Linked DNA regions of Mus musculus: region 2 is linked to region 1. A link is a contact called in public HiChIP or PLAC-seq data. All regions are on one chromosome and are shown on one strand. The core of a region is the stretch at or near the end of the contact, and the rest is flanking DNA. Distances in the headings are between cores, read along the strand shown. Region 1 has its middle 13 kb from the start of Zbtb24. Region 2 holds the start of Mical1 (microtubule associated monooxygenase, calponin and LIM domain containing 1).

Region 1 (7,399 bases), core at 4,389-6,888:
CTGGGTCTAGCTTTTTGGACAGGTAGGCCACCGGCCGACGCCAAGGTCCCAGTTTTTGCGTTAGGACGCCTTTGGCGTAGCCCTGCTTCTCGTCGACAAAGAGTTCAAAGGGCTTAGTCAAATCTGGCAATCCCAGGGCTGGGGCAGTTAGAAGAGCCTGTTTGATTTCTTGATAGGCCTTTTGCTGGTCTGGGCCCCAATTAAACAGAGTCCCCGTTTTGGTGAGAGGGTACAAGGGGGCTGCCATTTCTGCAAACCCAGGGATCCAGAGGCGACAGAAGCCTGCCGTCCCTAGGAACTCCCTTAGTTGTCGAGGGGTCTTCGGAGTAGGCTGCCCCATCACAGTCTCTTTTCTGGCCTCAGTCAGCCATCTCTGACCCTCTTTTAGAAGATACCCCAGATACTTGACCTGTTTCTGGCAAATTTGGGCTTTCTTGGCCGAGGCCCGATACCCGAGGTTCCCTAGGGTTTGTAACAGGGCCCGAGTACCTTGTTGGCAGTCTAGCTCAGAAGTGGCGGCCAGCAGTAAGTCATCCACGTACTGTAGCAGGATCAAGTCTGGGTGCTGGATCCGGAAGTCTGCTAGGTCTCTGTGCAGTGCCTCATCAAACAGGGTGGGACTGTTTTTGAAACCCTGTGGGAGTCTGGTCCAGGTCAATTGTCCTGAGATTCCCATCTCTGGATCTCTCCACTCAAAGGCGAAGAGAGGCTGACTGGTGGGGTGGAGTCTCAGGCAGAAAAAGGCATCCTTTAAATCAAGCACAGTGTACCACTGGTGGGACGGTGGGAGCCCGCTCAAGAGGTTGTAAGGGTTGGGCACGGTGGGGTGGATGTCTTCCACCCGCTTGTTGACTTCTCTCAGATCCTGGACAGGCCTATAATCATTAGTCCCTGGTTTCTTAACGGGTAGCAGGGGCGTGTTCCAGGGGGACTGGCAGGGTACCAGTATTCCCTGGTCCAACAGTCTCTGTATGTGGGGCTTGATCCCCAGTCTGGCTTCTTGTGACATGGGGTATTGTTTTATGGACACGGGGGTAGAGGTTGCCTTCAGAGGTATGATCAGAGGAGCTTGGCGAACTGCCAGTCCCATGCCCCCGGTTTCCGCCCAGACCTGGGGAAAATCAGAAAGCCAGGTGGACCCTAGAGAAACATCCGGCTCTTTTGAGGTCTCATGTAGCCGATACTCATCTTCTATGTTTAGGGTCAGCACTTGCAGGGGCAGTCCCATTGGTCCCATAACCTGAGCTCCTGATCCCTCGAAGTGGATTTGAGCTTTTAGTTTAGTCAGCAAGTCTCTTCCTAGCAGAGGATAGGGGCAGTCTGGTACATGGAGGAAAGAGTGGGTGACCTTACCGGTAGCTAGATGTACTTTGCGATCCGTGGTCCAGCGATACCGCTTTCCTCCAGTAGCCCCTTGGACCCAGGCAGCCTTATCACTTAGGGGTCCAGGATTTTGGGTCAGCACGGAGTGTTGGGCCCCAGTATCTACCAGGAAGGTGACGGGTTGCCCCCCGACTTTGAGGGTTATCCTGGGTTCAGGGGGGGGCTCCTGACCCTGACCTCCCTAGTCACCTAAGGTTAGGAGGGAGGTCTGGGGCCTCAGTCCTCGGGGCCCTCGTGGCTTCTTTGGGCAGTCCTTAGCCCAGTGTCCCTTTTCTTTGCAGTAGGCGCATTGGTCCTTATCAAGTTGGGGCCTCCTCCGCTCTCCCCCCTGTCTATCCTGTCTCTGACCAATAACTACAGTGGCCAAGAGCTTGCTCATCTCTCTATGTCTTCTGCGGTCCCTTTCTTTCTCTCTCTGCTCATCCTCTGCCCTACGGCGTTCTTCTTTTTCCTCTGTTTCTCTCTTGATACGTTCCTCTCTTTCTTCCGGGGTTTCTCGCTTATTAAAGATCTTTTCAGCTTCCCTCACTAAGTCTCCTAAGGTCTTGCTCTTTAAATCTTCTAACCGCTCTAACTTTCGCCCGATATCCGGGGCAGACTGCCAGATGAATGACATAGACACATTGGTTTCTTGCCCTGGGTCCTCAGGGTCATAAGGAGTGTACCTGCGATAGGCCTCTTTGAGTCTCTCTAAAAAGGCTGAGGGAGACTCATTAGGTCCCTGGGTTATCCCTTTTACCTTGGCCAAATTGGTGGGACTTCTGCCCGCGTTCTGGAGACCCGCTAAGAGCAACTGGCGATAGAGGACTAGGTGGTTCCTACCTTCTGTAGTGGTGTAATCCCAACCGGGGCGTTCAAGGGGAAAAGCAGCATTGACTTCATTAGGCAACTGAGTGGGGCGTCCATCATCGCCCCGGACTGCCTTTCTAGCCTCTAGGAGCACCCGCTGCTTTTCTTCTCCGGTCAGCAGGGTCCCCAACAACTGCTGACAGTCGTCCCAGGTGGGCTGGTGGGTGATGAGGACGGACTCAATCAAGGCCGTCAATTTACCTGGATCTTCAGAAAAGGAAGGGTTATTATTTTTCCAATTGTATAAATCCGAAGAGGAAAACGGCCAATACTGAAGCTGGCCATCTCCCCCCATGCGGAGTGGAAATGCCTGGGAGGTGGTGGAGTCCACTGCGGGAGGGTCTCTCCTTCCCCGCAGTCGAGACACCATGGGAGAAGGGGGGGAAACCTCGGAGGTGGTGGCCGCCTCTTCTTCGTCGTTCTCCCTGGCAGAGGAGGAGGGTTGTGCTCTGTACGGCGGGGGGTCCTCTGTGAGAAGGTCAATGAGGGGTCCGCCGCTATCAGGGAGAACCTGGGGCTTAGGAGGTTTGGACTTTATAGAGGGGGTAAGGGCAGGGTAAAGGGCAGATCGGGACGGAGGTTGCGCAGAAGGACCGGGCGGGAGGACGGGAGCTGTCGGCAAGGGAGGAAGTTTAGGAGACACAAACGGTTTGACCCACGGAGGGGGGTCATAGGCAAGTGCCTCCCAGGTGACGATATATGGGACCTGATCCGGGTGTCCGTGGGGACCAGGACAAAACACTCTAGACTTAACCTGAGAGATAATACTTAAATTGAAAGTACCATCCTGAGGCCATCCCACATTGAAAGTTGGCCATTCAGCGGAACAGAAGGTAATCCAGCGCCTCTTCCTGACATCCACAGACTGGTTGGATGCAATGCGCTGGACATCTCCCCAGTGCTGCAAGGTTAAACTCAGAGGGGTAGTTACGGTCTGTCCCATGATCTCGAAAACACTTAAAGACAGAAGAAAACTAACGAAGAACAAAAGAACAACAAACAAATCAGACGCGCGGCGCGGCTTCGGCGTAAAACCGAAAGCAAAAATTCAGACGGGGGCGGGAAGTGTCTCTGTTTCTCGTCCCCCAACAAAGCCACGTACAGTGGCGGAGCTCCAAAAAGTCCGACTCGGGTAGGTTAACTGATACAGAATGGGCCACAAAACGGGCCCCCGAGGCCGCTGGGACGTCTCCCAGGGGCTGCGGCCGGGAATACGAACTCGTCAGTTCTTCCGCGGAACCGCCAGATACAGATCTAGTTAGCTAACTAGTACAGACGCAGGCGCAAACATTGGATGCCGGCACAAACACGCACGAAGACAGAGACAGACACGAAACGACCGCTGGCCAGCTTACCTCCCGGCGGGGGGTCGGTGGTCCCTGGGCAGGGGTCTCCAAATCTCGGTGGGACCTCCAAATGAAAGACCCCCGACGTGGGTAGTCAATCAATCTGAGGAGACCCTCTCAAGGACCAGCGAGACCACGATTCGGATGCAAACAGCAAGAGGCTTTATTGGGAACACGGGTACCCGGGCGACGCAGTCTATCGGAGGACTGGCGCGCCGAGTGTGGAGTTTTTACCCTTTTTATAGGGCTGGGGCTGGGGAGCAAAAAGCGCGGTTACAGAAGCGAGAAGCGAGCTGGTTGGTTAGTTCGAATAAGGCTTGGGGTATTTCTCGGTCATTTGGGGAAACTGAGGTGGGACTTTTTAGTTCTAAACAATGTCTATTTTCAAGAAATGGGTATGGGAGGGGTACGAGGAGAGGGTCTAATGAAGGTTCAACAATGGGCACACACCTGGTCAGAACATTGGCAGACACACAGGTTCAAGGAGTGGCCAGAGCTCTGTGCACCTCTATTTTTCTAAATCAGTGAAGCTAGTTCTGCTAACACTGACGTCTGAGAGCCATCTGTTCTTGGCCCTGAGCCGGGGCCCAGGTGCTTGACCACCGATATTTGGCCCCTGTCCCGGTATTATTCAGCCTTAATCTTTAACTGTTAATCTTTAACTGAACTTTCTTGTAACTTTTGAGAACTTAGCTCTGGTACTTTTTCATGCCTTGCAAAATGGCGTTACTGCAGCTAGCTTGCTAAGCCTGATGGTGGGGTCTTTCACATCCTTCTCTCACCTCCCATCCTTTTTCATTTCCAGCCTCCCTTTCACGTACCCAGTTCATCCATGGCTGCTGGACAGCTACACAAACTGAGCCCACTTGGAATGACTTTGGGTCCTACACCTGGGTTCCTAGTTCCAGCCTTAAGTTCAGTGGGAATGAGTAGAATCCAAATTAGCAAACATAATCCCCAGACAAGTGATATGCAGAGGATATGGACTTGCTCGGGGGGAATGTGAGATGTTTCTTGGAGGTCCCTAAAATACTTGGAGCCAATCAGCATGGGCTGCTGCCCCTCAAAACCTGAAACTCAAAGGGGATGGAATATGCTGTTAGGCTTAATTGCTAAGGGATGCCAGTATACCCAACTGGCTGAAAAGACGGGCCGTGGAAATCTCGTTAGAAATGAAAAGGCCAGTAAATTGTAGTCTGGTGAGAAAATGGTAAATTACAAATATTAAAAAATTGGTTATGTGGGTGGGGTGGCCGGAGAGATGGCTCCAGGGTTAAGAGCACTGTCTGCTCTTCCAGAGGACTTGAATTAGATTCAGCGCCCATATGATGGCTAACATTCGTCTATAATTCCAGTTCCGGGGTATTGGCACTCTCAGACATATGTGCAGGCAAACCACCCAGGAAGAAAGAAAGGAAGGAAAGAAGGAAGCAAGGAAGGAAGGAAGGAAGGAAGGAAGAAAGAAAGAGAAAAAGAAAGAAAGAAAGAAAGAAAGAAAGAAAGAAAGAAAGAAAGAAAGAAAGAAAGGAAGAAAGAAAGAAAGAAGGCAAGCAAGCAAGCCAGGCGTGGTGGCGCACGCCTTTAATCCCAGCACTCGGGAGGCAGAGGCAGGCAGATTTCTGAGTTCGAGGCCAGCCTGGTCTACAAAGTGAGTTCCAGGACAGCCAGGGCTATATAGAGAAACCCTGTCTCAAAGAAAAAAAAAAGAGAGAGAGAGAGAGAGAGAGAGAGAGAGAGAGAGAGAGAGAGAGAAAGAAAAGAAAAGAAAGGGAGGGAGGGAGGAAGGGAGAGAGGGAGGGAGGGAGAGAGAAAGAGAGTGAGAGAGAGAGAAAGTGGGTGGTGCTTAAATCCCCAGAAAAAAAGTTTTTGTAGTCAACTCCCAGTCTTCTAATAGGGTTAGGGGAATTTTCTTTTTTCTTTTCTCTTCCTCTCTCCCCCCACCCCCACAACTCCCTCCCTCTTCCTCCTTTTTTTGAAGCAATGCTCCCTATAGCCTGGGCTGACTTTGAACTTGGACTGTTGTTATGTAGCCAAGGATGACCTTGACATTCCGATCCTCCTGCTTCCACTTTCCAGGGCTGGAATCTCGAGCATGTGAGGGGCTGGGGATGGAACCCGGCTTTCCTGCATGTGAGCTAAACATCTTCCAGCCAAGAGGCATCCTCAGCCCTGTATTCTAGCTTAGTTTTTATTTAAGAACTGTATATTAAATTTCTCTCTCTCTCTCTATCTCCCCCCCCCCTCTCTCTCTCTCACACACACACACACACACACACTCATTTTTAAAAAGATTTGTTATTTTTATTTACGGGTATGTGTGTTTATCTGTGCATGAGAACAGTACCCTCAGAGGCCAGAGACTCCCTGAAGCTGACATTCTAGGCACTGGTAAGCGGTGCTGCTAAGAGGCTGCTTTCTGGGCCCTCTCTATGCCCTACATTTTTAAACCATTTAACACTTTAGCTGTTTTATACAGCTGCTAAACATTTGTCCTTATTTTAAAAACACATTCGGGGGTGGGGGTGGGGGGCTGGAGAGATGGCTCAGTGGTTAAGTGCACTGACTGCTCTTCCAAGGTCCAGGCAAACTACATGGTGGCTCACAACCATCTGTAACGAAATCTGGCGCCCTCTTCTGGAGTGTCTGAAGTCAGCTCCAGTGTACTTACATGTAATAAATAAATAAATCTTTAAAAAATAAAATAAGATAAAAATGTATTCAGATCTAACAATTTTCCCCTCCCTTACACTCTTTTGACATATTTCATAAAAATCTGCATTTCCTCTTAGAACCCTAGTGACTTCTAGCTATAGAACCACATATTAAGCATATTTCAATCAGGGAAGAATGGGGGCAGCCTGTCAGTTACGACGGATTTTAGTTATTTTGTTGGGAAAATGACAGTGTCTTATGTTCAGAAAATATACAAACAATTTCTTATGTAAAAAGTATGACCAAGATTTCTATTAGTTTTGTCTCTTGAAGGTTTCTAATGTTTACTGGGTAATTTTCTTTAATAGAGACTAGCTTTCTACTGAAAATGTGAAAGGAAGGAATGAAGGAAGGAAGACAAGGCTAGGCATAGTAGGAAGACAAGGCTAGGCATAGTAGCACACACCTTTTTTTCCTTTTTAAAATTGACTTTAGGGCTGGTGAGATGGCTCAGTGGGTAAGAGCACCCGACTGCTCTTCCAAAGGTCCAGAGTTCAAATCCCAGCAACCACATGGTGGCTTACAACCATCCTTAACGAGATCTGACTCCCTCTTCTGGAGTGTCTGAAGACAGCTACAATGTACTTACAGTAAATAAATAAATCTTTAAAAAAAAAAACAAAACAATGAATTAAAAAAAAAAATTGACTTTAGGGCTGGGCAGTGGTGGCACACTCCTTTAATCCCAGCACTTAGGAGGCAGAGGCAGGCGGATTTCGAATTCAAGGCCAGCCTGGTCTACAGAGTAAGTTCCAGGACAGAGAAACCCTGTCTTGGAAAAAACAAAACAAAACAAAACAAAACAAACAAACAAATAAATAAAATTGACTTTACATCCTTATCGATGCCCCCATCCTGGTCCCCTCTCAAGGCCCCTCCCCCTCCTCTTCTCCTCTGATCTTCTGAGAGGGAGGAGGTATGTCCCACCCTGGCACACAAGTCTCTGCAGGGCTAGGAGTGGCACACATATTTAATCTCACACTGGGGAGGCAGAGGCAGGTGGAGTTCTGTGAGTTCCAGGCCAGCCTGGTCTACCTAGTGAGTTCCAGGATGGCCTGGGCTGTGTGGAGAGACCCTGTCTCAACCTGGCCTCCCCATAAAAGAGAAAA
Region 2 (7,479 bases), core at 2,192-4,691, 41 kb before region 1:
TGGAAGAATTTTTGGTTGTAGATTCGAGCTACACCACTGATCTCCGGCACCTGTGTCTCCTCCACCGTGCGCCCATTCACAAAGTTGGCTGTGATGCCAATGGCCAGTTTGCCACGCATCTCTCGTATAGTGAAGCCTAGTAGTGGGGGGAAGGTGGGGTAATACTTCTAGGAAGGCTCCGGGGAGCCTAGGATGCTGGCTTCCATCTAACTATCATCCAGCTATCATCCATCTATGAGGAAAAGGGCCACTCACCTTCAGGGACAAATTTGCCTCCTGCAGCTGAGATGAGGACATCAAACTCATAGCTGGCCAGTTGGGCTGGGGGGTTGGGCTGGAGCTGAGCACGCCAGCCACTCCCTGAGACAGAGAGCATGAGAGCCACAAAGGTGTAGAGGTCAGAGGGGCCCTACACTCTCCCAGGTCAGGCTAGAGAAACAAAATAAATTCGTAAAGGACTCAACACCCTGGAAAGTAGTTTATCAGATCACACCTCCTGGCTGCCAAGGCAGGCAGGTAAGGAAGGCCATACTCTGCCTACCTTGCTTTTCCCTCAGACTCGCTGCCTGAGGCTAGGGCTGCCCAGACTTCACTGTCAGGAAGGAGTCAGCTGACTCCCACCCAGACCTCCCTTAGCATCTTGTAGGGTTCTCTCTTTGGTGGATAGGAGATCTCAGAAACACTCACCTTTTCTGGGAGGGGGCTGGAGGCCAGTGAATTTGACGCCCCAGTGAATCTCCACCCCCAACAGTAAGGCCACCTTCAGTAGAAGCAGCTGAAGCTGTCGGATGCCTGGAAGTGAGGCGGCGGCGTTAGGAATGGACTCACGCCTTCTCTCGCTCTACTGTGCTTCTGTTCAGAGCTACAGGAGGCTAAGAGACCACTGAGCCCATCTGTGACCACACAACTCTGAAAACCTGATAACATTGGAGCTCAGAAACCAGGCAGGGTTACTACTTGGATAAGAAAAACCACTGTCCGTTTTACAGATGTCAGATCCGGTTCTTAAAGGTCTCCTGGTTACAGTGACGCCTGTTCACCCTGGCTTTTGCCTGACCCTGCAGTCTCCCTTCTCTAGACTTGGGCACACCAACCCGAGGGCCAACATGAAGTTCTTACTGATATGGTCCAGGGTGCCAGTACAGAAGCGCCCGTAGAACTTCTTGGCCCCAAGTGCCCGAAGGTCATGGATGGTGAAGGGCCAGAGATGGAGCACATTGTGCCTAGAGAACTTGATACGCTTTTCCACAAGTACCACTCGGGCACCTAACAGTGCCAACTCCACAGCAGCCCGAAGTCCGCAAGGCCCGGCACCTACCACGAGACACTGCAAGCACACACACACACCGGGGTGGGGGGTGGGGGTGGGGGGGTATGTAGCATCCTGTCTCCTTCTGTCTCCCCTGATGCTCACACCACTCCCAGACTCTACATATCTACCTTGGTGTTGGTACAGGCCTGGCCTTGCTGGTACACAGGCTGGCTCGCTCTCTTGTCCAACTTGGCCCACAGTGACTTGGCACTCCAGTAGTTGAGCTGGGCCTTGATCTTGTGGTACTGGGACAATCCCCCACCAGACTCCACTCCCAGGGCTCTACAGAGCCCCTGAAAGCTACTCAGTACATCCTGGCACAGCTGTGCCTGCACAAAGGTCTCAAAGTGGTCATGTGCTGGGTTGGTGGAGGCGGGTGATGCCATGTAGGGCCCCTGTTGACAGCAGGAGCAGCTGGGAGAAAACCCAGTGTCTGTGGGAAAAAAAAGAGAAGGCAAGATTGGAGGGAGGGAAAAGAAAGGGGGAGGAGCCAGCAGCGCAGGCCGTTGTCACAAGGGAGCTCAGGGTCCACCTCTGATTGGTTCTGCTTCCAGTCCACTCCCAGGCCATGATCCACACCCCCGACCCCTTCTGAGACAGCAGCTATCTCTTATAAAGTGAAATTCGCCAAATTTAGAAATGAAAACACAGTAGTCCTGGGCACAAGGATGCTAAGGGAGCCTCCTGTCGACCAGTGTCATGGCAGCTTTCATATGCGATCTCCGAGGCCCAGGGGACAAGAAATTGTAGTGGGCGTTCCCTAGGACCTGTAAGTAGGACACGGGGGAGTTTCTCAGCGGGCTGCCAGGGGTGGGGTGGGGGCGGAGGTTTCCCTTCTTGTAGACAGCAGGAACTAACACCCCAGTTCAACTGCGGCTGCCTCACAGACACACACCCATTTCTTCCTAAGTCTCTGTTCGCCAGCGCCCTTTGGCGAACTTAGTGCCACGCTGGTTGTAGGATGTGCCTCTCCCCAAAGGCAAAGTTCTTTTCCACGTGCTTGCCTCCTGACAAGGGGCAACACTGCCTGTGTAGATTCCACTTCTCAGCCACCCAAACTACCCTCACAAATAGCCTGAGAATGTTGTGACTGTTGTCTGCATGACAGACCTTCTGACTCACTGTGGTCAAAACACTTCCCCTGAGAAGAGATTGCGTCGCTGCTCCAACGGGCTGTGGGAAGGAGTGGGGTTAGCAACCCCTTCCGCAGACCCTCACATCTAATCGACCCCTAGCCTCACTCCCACGGCGTTCCTCTGTGCTCTCCCAGGAATCTCTGGAGACAAGGCCTCTCTTTGTACCCCTTTCCTTCCCTCCAGCCCACACGCAGCTTAAGGGCTCTTGGAGGGCTTTCTCACGCTGCCACCGGAAGAGATGAAGAGTATGGGGGGATGGGTTGCTCTCGGTGGGAGAGGCAACTAGGTGGTGGGGTGGGGGGGTTGTGGGCCGATCTATCATCCCCCAGCAGCCCCTTCATTGCCCGCGTAGTAGGAGGAGGCAAAGGTTGCCCTAGGGGGTCACTAGGACAAGAGTGGATAGATCTTCAGAAAGGACAGGAGTCCCTCTTGGAAGTGGGAGACTGGGGGTTGGAGCGACCTCTGCTAAAGGAAATAAAAGAGGTACCCAGACTGGAAACAAGCACAAAGGATGTGCCATTGGTGGAGCGTCTAAAGGGATGGAGAGCTGGACCTTGAGCAGCGGGGGTGAGAGCTCCCAATACTCTAGACAGCAAAATCTGCACAAAGGCGCTCATCTGGGTAGGGCCGGCAAGAGGACCCGCCAAACCAGCCAGGCGTGGCTCCCTACCCCATTTCCCCGGAAGCGCTCCCCACCCCCTTCCTTATCCTCACCCCCAGCCCAGCGAGCAGGAGGACGCACAGCAGGCATCGCTGGATTACTTACCAGCGTTTCTGGGGCTGGAAGAGCCGCTTCCTGTCGGAAGGGTGTCCCAGGCCTAGGGGCAGAGGAAGGGGTGGCGCAGGGAAAGCAAGAGATGCCTGGTGGCAGAAACCGGGGAGTTCCAAAGAGTTTGGACCGCAGCGCCAGCGCAGAGCACAGAGGAAGACTTACTCCGAACCTCCGTACTCCGCAGTCCTCCTCTGGGGACAGCCTGGGTCCCGCCCACGCCTGCCGGGTGGTGCTGTAGGGCGTGGTTCTGCCTACACCAGGGGCTGCTGGGGGCCTCCAAACGGTCTGGCCAGGCAGGGACAGGGAGAGCAGAGACTTGAGTGACCGTGCCTGAGTCCGCCCCGGTGGTACCCACGCTGTAGGCCACTTCCAAGAGCTGGCCGAGCGGGCGCAGGCCTCCGGCAAGAAGTTTATTGAAGCTGCAAGAACCGAGAGTGGCGCCAGATGTCTGAGCTCTCTTCACCTCTCCCACCGATAAATTCACACCCCTGGCGCCACAGGCGATCCAGTTGCGGGGGTCCATCTCTCCTGGGACAGGTCGGCTGGCTCCCAGGCTCAGGCTAAAGACAAAGCTTAAAGTCCTGGTCCACATCTTTCAACCAGGTACACACACAACCAGGTGTGTGTGTGTGTGTGTGTTTTCAACTAAGAAAAACAGGATGGTAAGGGTATGTGGGAGAGGATAAAACTTCAATGTGCAGAACTAAAGTCAAGACTCAGACAATGCTAGGGAACTTTGGAATCAAATTCTTAGTATTTCCTGTTAAGAAATTGTAGCATGAAAGGAATTGTTCAAAATCAAGCAGCTTTAAAGTTAATAAAACAGCAGTTCTCATTTATTGCATGAGCATTAACAAAACCTATTTTACTGAAATGTCAATGAGGCTTCATGACTGCACATGTTCACCAGCCAGTGGCATGGATGCTATCAGCCCCAGGCCTTTCTGGATCCCAACCTACCACTGTTAAACCACGGGACTGAAATAAGGTTTGACATCATGAGGAAGTAAAATCGCTACCCCAGAAGTGCTTAACCTAGGAAAAAATGGCTACATCTCTCTTCTTGAGGTCCAGGGACCAACAAAAGCCAAGGTCCAGTGGCTATCTTTTTGGGTTTGTGTTTGAATAAATCATTTTGCATTTTGTCCAGATATACTGGGGTACCCAGTAAGTCCTGAGCTCTAAACACACACAGCTGCAGCTGATAAGAAGGCAGAGAGAGAAGCAAGAGGAAATGCCAGCCCTCTGCCAGGAGAGGCCAACAATCCAGCCAGGCCACACACTTTGGAAGCCAGGAAGCCTTTGAGCTGGGCCCACTTGTGTTCCTGAGAGTGACATCATTTTGCTTGGAACAAATTTGCAGAATGTCATACACACCCATACTTAAACACACAGTGTAAAAAATGTTCTAAAAAGCCCAGTAGAGATGGGCTTCCGGCTTTCAGGATCATGCCTCTCCCTTTTATTAGCAGATGGACTACAGCAACTTACTGTGTCTTGTTTACAAAGACCCAGGTTCCCCCAGAGACTTTCAGTTGTAGCCAAACAGGGTTGTGTGGCTCTATGAGCAACAAATTTAAAGGCTGTGAAGGCTGCCTTTTAAAAGGATCACAGAACGAGTTCCTCAGCTCTTAAAAACCTGCTGATTTCCAGCTTTCCTTGCTGCTAGTTAAAGACCCACCTTAGAGCCACAGAGCTTCAGGACTCCAGAAGGTCTGTCTGTCTGTCTGTCTGTCTCTCTGTCAGATTTCTGTACCAGGCCTACTGTGTCTCAAAGTCACCACCAGCACACACACCTCAGTCTCCTGGTCTCTAAATGGAAGCATTTTGAATGACCCAACTTCCTTAGCTAGTTTCAGGTCTGGGGCCTTTTTATTCCGTGTTGCCGATTCTCAGAAATGTACAGAGTAAAACAAGCATTTTTTCCCTTATTAGGATCTTGAGTTATGACCCGAAGTTGTGTATTTATGTGAGCTAAAAGTAGTTGGCCTAGTCATACTGACTATAGTTCATGTTGGATTAAATAAAATAAATGTCCCACACATGAAAATTCAATTTTCAAAGAGCCCCATTCTAATGGGTTTGGAAAACATTACACTAGCAGCCGCTTAGTTTAAAGTCTCGAGGCACTAAGGACAGGATCCTCTTTGTGTGTGTGTGTGTGTGTGTGTGTGTGTGTGTGTGTGTGTGTGTGTCTCAGACCAAGTTCTGTCTTTCTGCAAAGCTATTTTTATTTCCTTATCTTACCTCCTAACCTCTGATCTCCTGGGCGTAGGGCCAGAAAAGAAACTTTCTAATACCACAGAAGACATCTGTCTGTAAGTCAGTCTATGATATGGTCTTGAATCTGAAGCTCAGAACCTTCAGCTCTGATGGGCCTGGCCTAGAGTCAGTACAACCCAGAAAGCCACAGTTCCCAATGTAAAATAGACCCAGAACCAAAGGTGTCGCATGTCTCAGTTATGAGATGCTGACTGGTTAAGATTAGAGGGTCTGGAAGAGCTTCCCATAATTTTGACTTGAATGGTTTGAACAACTTTCCTGGCTGAGGAACCACCCGCCCCTGAGCTGCAGGCAGAATGAGTGGGGTGTGTATTGGCCAATAGAGAGGTAACCCAGTGTGGCCGGAAGTGAGAATGTAGAAGAAGGGCCCAAGAGGAAGCTGGGCTGGGGATTTTATTCTAGGTGCAGAGGGGAATTGCAGAAGAAGTTGAAGTCATAATTAAAATAATATAATCTATCCATTTAGCAAGGCATTCTGTATGTTGCTAAGGGGACAATGGTAAAAAATACAGCTTTCTATTAGAGAAAGGGGCCAGGCAAGGGAATTAGAAACCATGACTCAGAACCCATGGAAAAGACTAAGGAAGGACACAACACACAGTGAATATGGAGACAGGATAGACTCAAAAGATAGCCTGAGGTATGGTAGGTCTTGGTGATAGATCCCATGTGGGGCAGAGGGTATGCATGCACACATGGGTATGTGCATGCGTGCCTGCCTGCTTGCTTGCCTGTGTGCAAGCAAGAAATCACTCCTGGGCTGAGGATGTAGTTCAGTTGGTAGTCTTGCCTGGCATGCAAGAAGCCCTGGTTTAATACCCAGCATCATATGAAAACCGGATGTGGTTGCTTCTATTTGTAACACTAGCACTCAGGAGATGGAAGCAGGAGGAGCCAAGTTCAAGGCCATACTCCATTACATAACAAGGGCCAGCCTAAGCTACAGGAGACCCCATCACAAACAACGGGGGAATGGGAAGGGTAGGGCAGGGAATCCCCATAAAAACTAAGTAATTGCTCCTCTCTACAACTGGGTGAATCTGAAATAAACCTGCCTGCCTTTTTTCTCCCCACTCCTCTCCACACCTCTCCCTCTGTGCGGTGGTTTAAATATGTCTGGTCCAGGGAGTGGCACTACTTTGAAGATGTGGCCTTGTTGGAGGAAGTGTGTCACTGTGGGCGTGGGCTTTAAGACCCTCCTCCTAACCACGTGGGAGCCAGTCTTCTCCTAGTGGCCTTCAAATGAAGATGTAGAACTCTCACCTCCTCTTGCACTGTGCCTGCCTGGATGCTGCCATGTTCCTGCCTTGATGATAATGGACTGAACCTCTGAACCTGTCAGCCAGCCCTAATTAAGTGTTATCCTCTTAAGAGTTGCCTTGGTCATGGTGTCTTCACAGCAGTAAAACCCTAACAAAGATAGAAGTTGGTACCAGGAACTGGGGGATTGATGATAGACCTGGCCATGCTTTTGTTTGGAAGAATGTGGATTTGGAAAGTGGTGGAATGCTTTAAGTGGGGCTTAATGGGCCATCCTAGAAGGAATAGGAAGACTTTGTTGCTGAGAGTGATTTAAACTGTTCAGACCTGGCCCAGGGGGTTTCAGTGGAGAAGAATTTCAGTATGTGGCCTAGAGGCTGTATCTTGGTGAGGAATGTGGCTGCTTTTTGCCCTTATCTGAAGAGTCTGCCTGAGACTAAAGTAAAGAGATTTATCTTAATTGCATTGACAAAGGAAGTCTCAAAAGAGCTCAGCAAAGACTTTTCCCCCTCCGATTTAGTCTTATGAAGAATGTTTTAATGAAAAGGAAAAATGTAAAATGTATGGTTCAAGTAATAAAGGGGCACCAGGAAGTGAAGTGGAGTTGAGTCTCGTGTCCTGGAGATAAAGAGATTAAGTGGGTGGTGATCTCAGGGCAAGATTCCACCTAGCTAAACTTATCTTTTTTTGTGTTTACAGTTGAACAAGGAATAGTT

The links. HiChIP or PLAC-seq counts read pairs in DNA pulled down with a chosen protein or histone mark.
Region 2: an H3K27ac HiChIP or PLAC-seq map of embryonic stem cells shows a contact between it and region 1, with 15 read pairs. The contact joins the promoter of Mical1 here to the enhancer-like site in region 1. A contact is called at or near these places in 8 of 39 promoter capture datasets (the C10 cell line, embryonic stem cells, hematopoietic stem and progenitor cells and 4 more), 1 of 15 datasets of contacts at CTCF or cohesin (large pre-B cells), 18 of 484 Hi-C or Micro-C datasets (the C10 cell line, CD8 T cells, the HPC-7 cell line and 12 more), 11 of 115 datasets of contacts at active chromatin or transcription factors (the 230-238 cell line, CD8 T cells, bone marrow-derived macrophages and 5 more) and 5 of 9 other capture datasets (adipose tissue, embryonic stem cells, liver and 2 more).

Annotation. Positions count from the first base shown.
Region 1 is chr10:41,433,595-41,440,993 of GRCm38.p6, reverse strand. No RefSeq gene overlaps it. Among named protein-coding and RNA genes, the nearest start is that of Zbtb24, 13 kb to the left of the region's middle. Within about 2 kb of position 5,638, at least 8 of the 459 cell types and tissues checked have an H3K27ac peak or open chromatin away from gene starts, as enhancers often do. A contact at or near this core is called in embryonic stem cells, where this site is marked.
Region 2 is chr10:41,472,276-41,479,754 of GRCm38.p6, reverse strand. Mical1 (microtubule associated monooxygenase, calponin and LIM domain containing 1) reads right to left here and starts at 3,441. Exons shown (of 24, transcript NM_138315.2): 1 at 3,215-3,441; 2 at 1,441-1,745; 3 at 1,120-1,327; 4 at 688-792; 5 at 256-360; 6 at 1-136. The coding sequence starts at 1,698. Gm51797 (a long non-coding RNA gene) reads left to right here and starts at 1,715. Exons shown (of 2, transcript XR_003948996.1): 1 at 1,715-2,081; 2 at 7,463-7,479.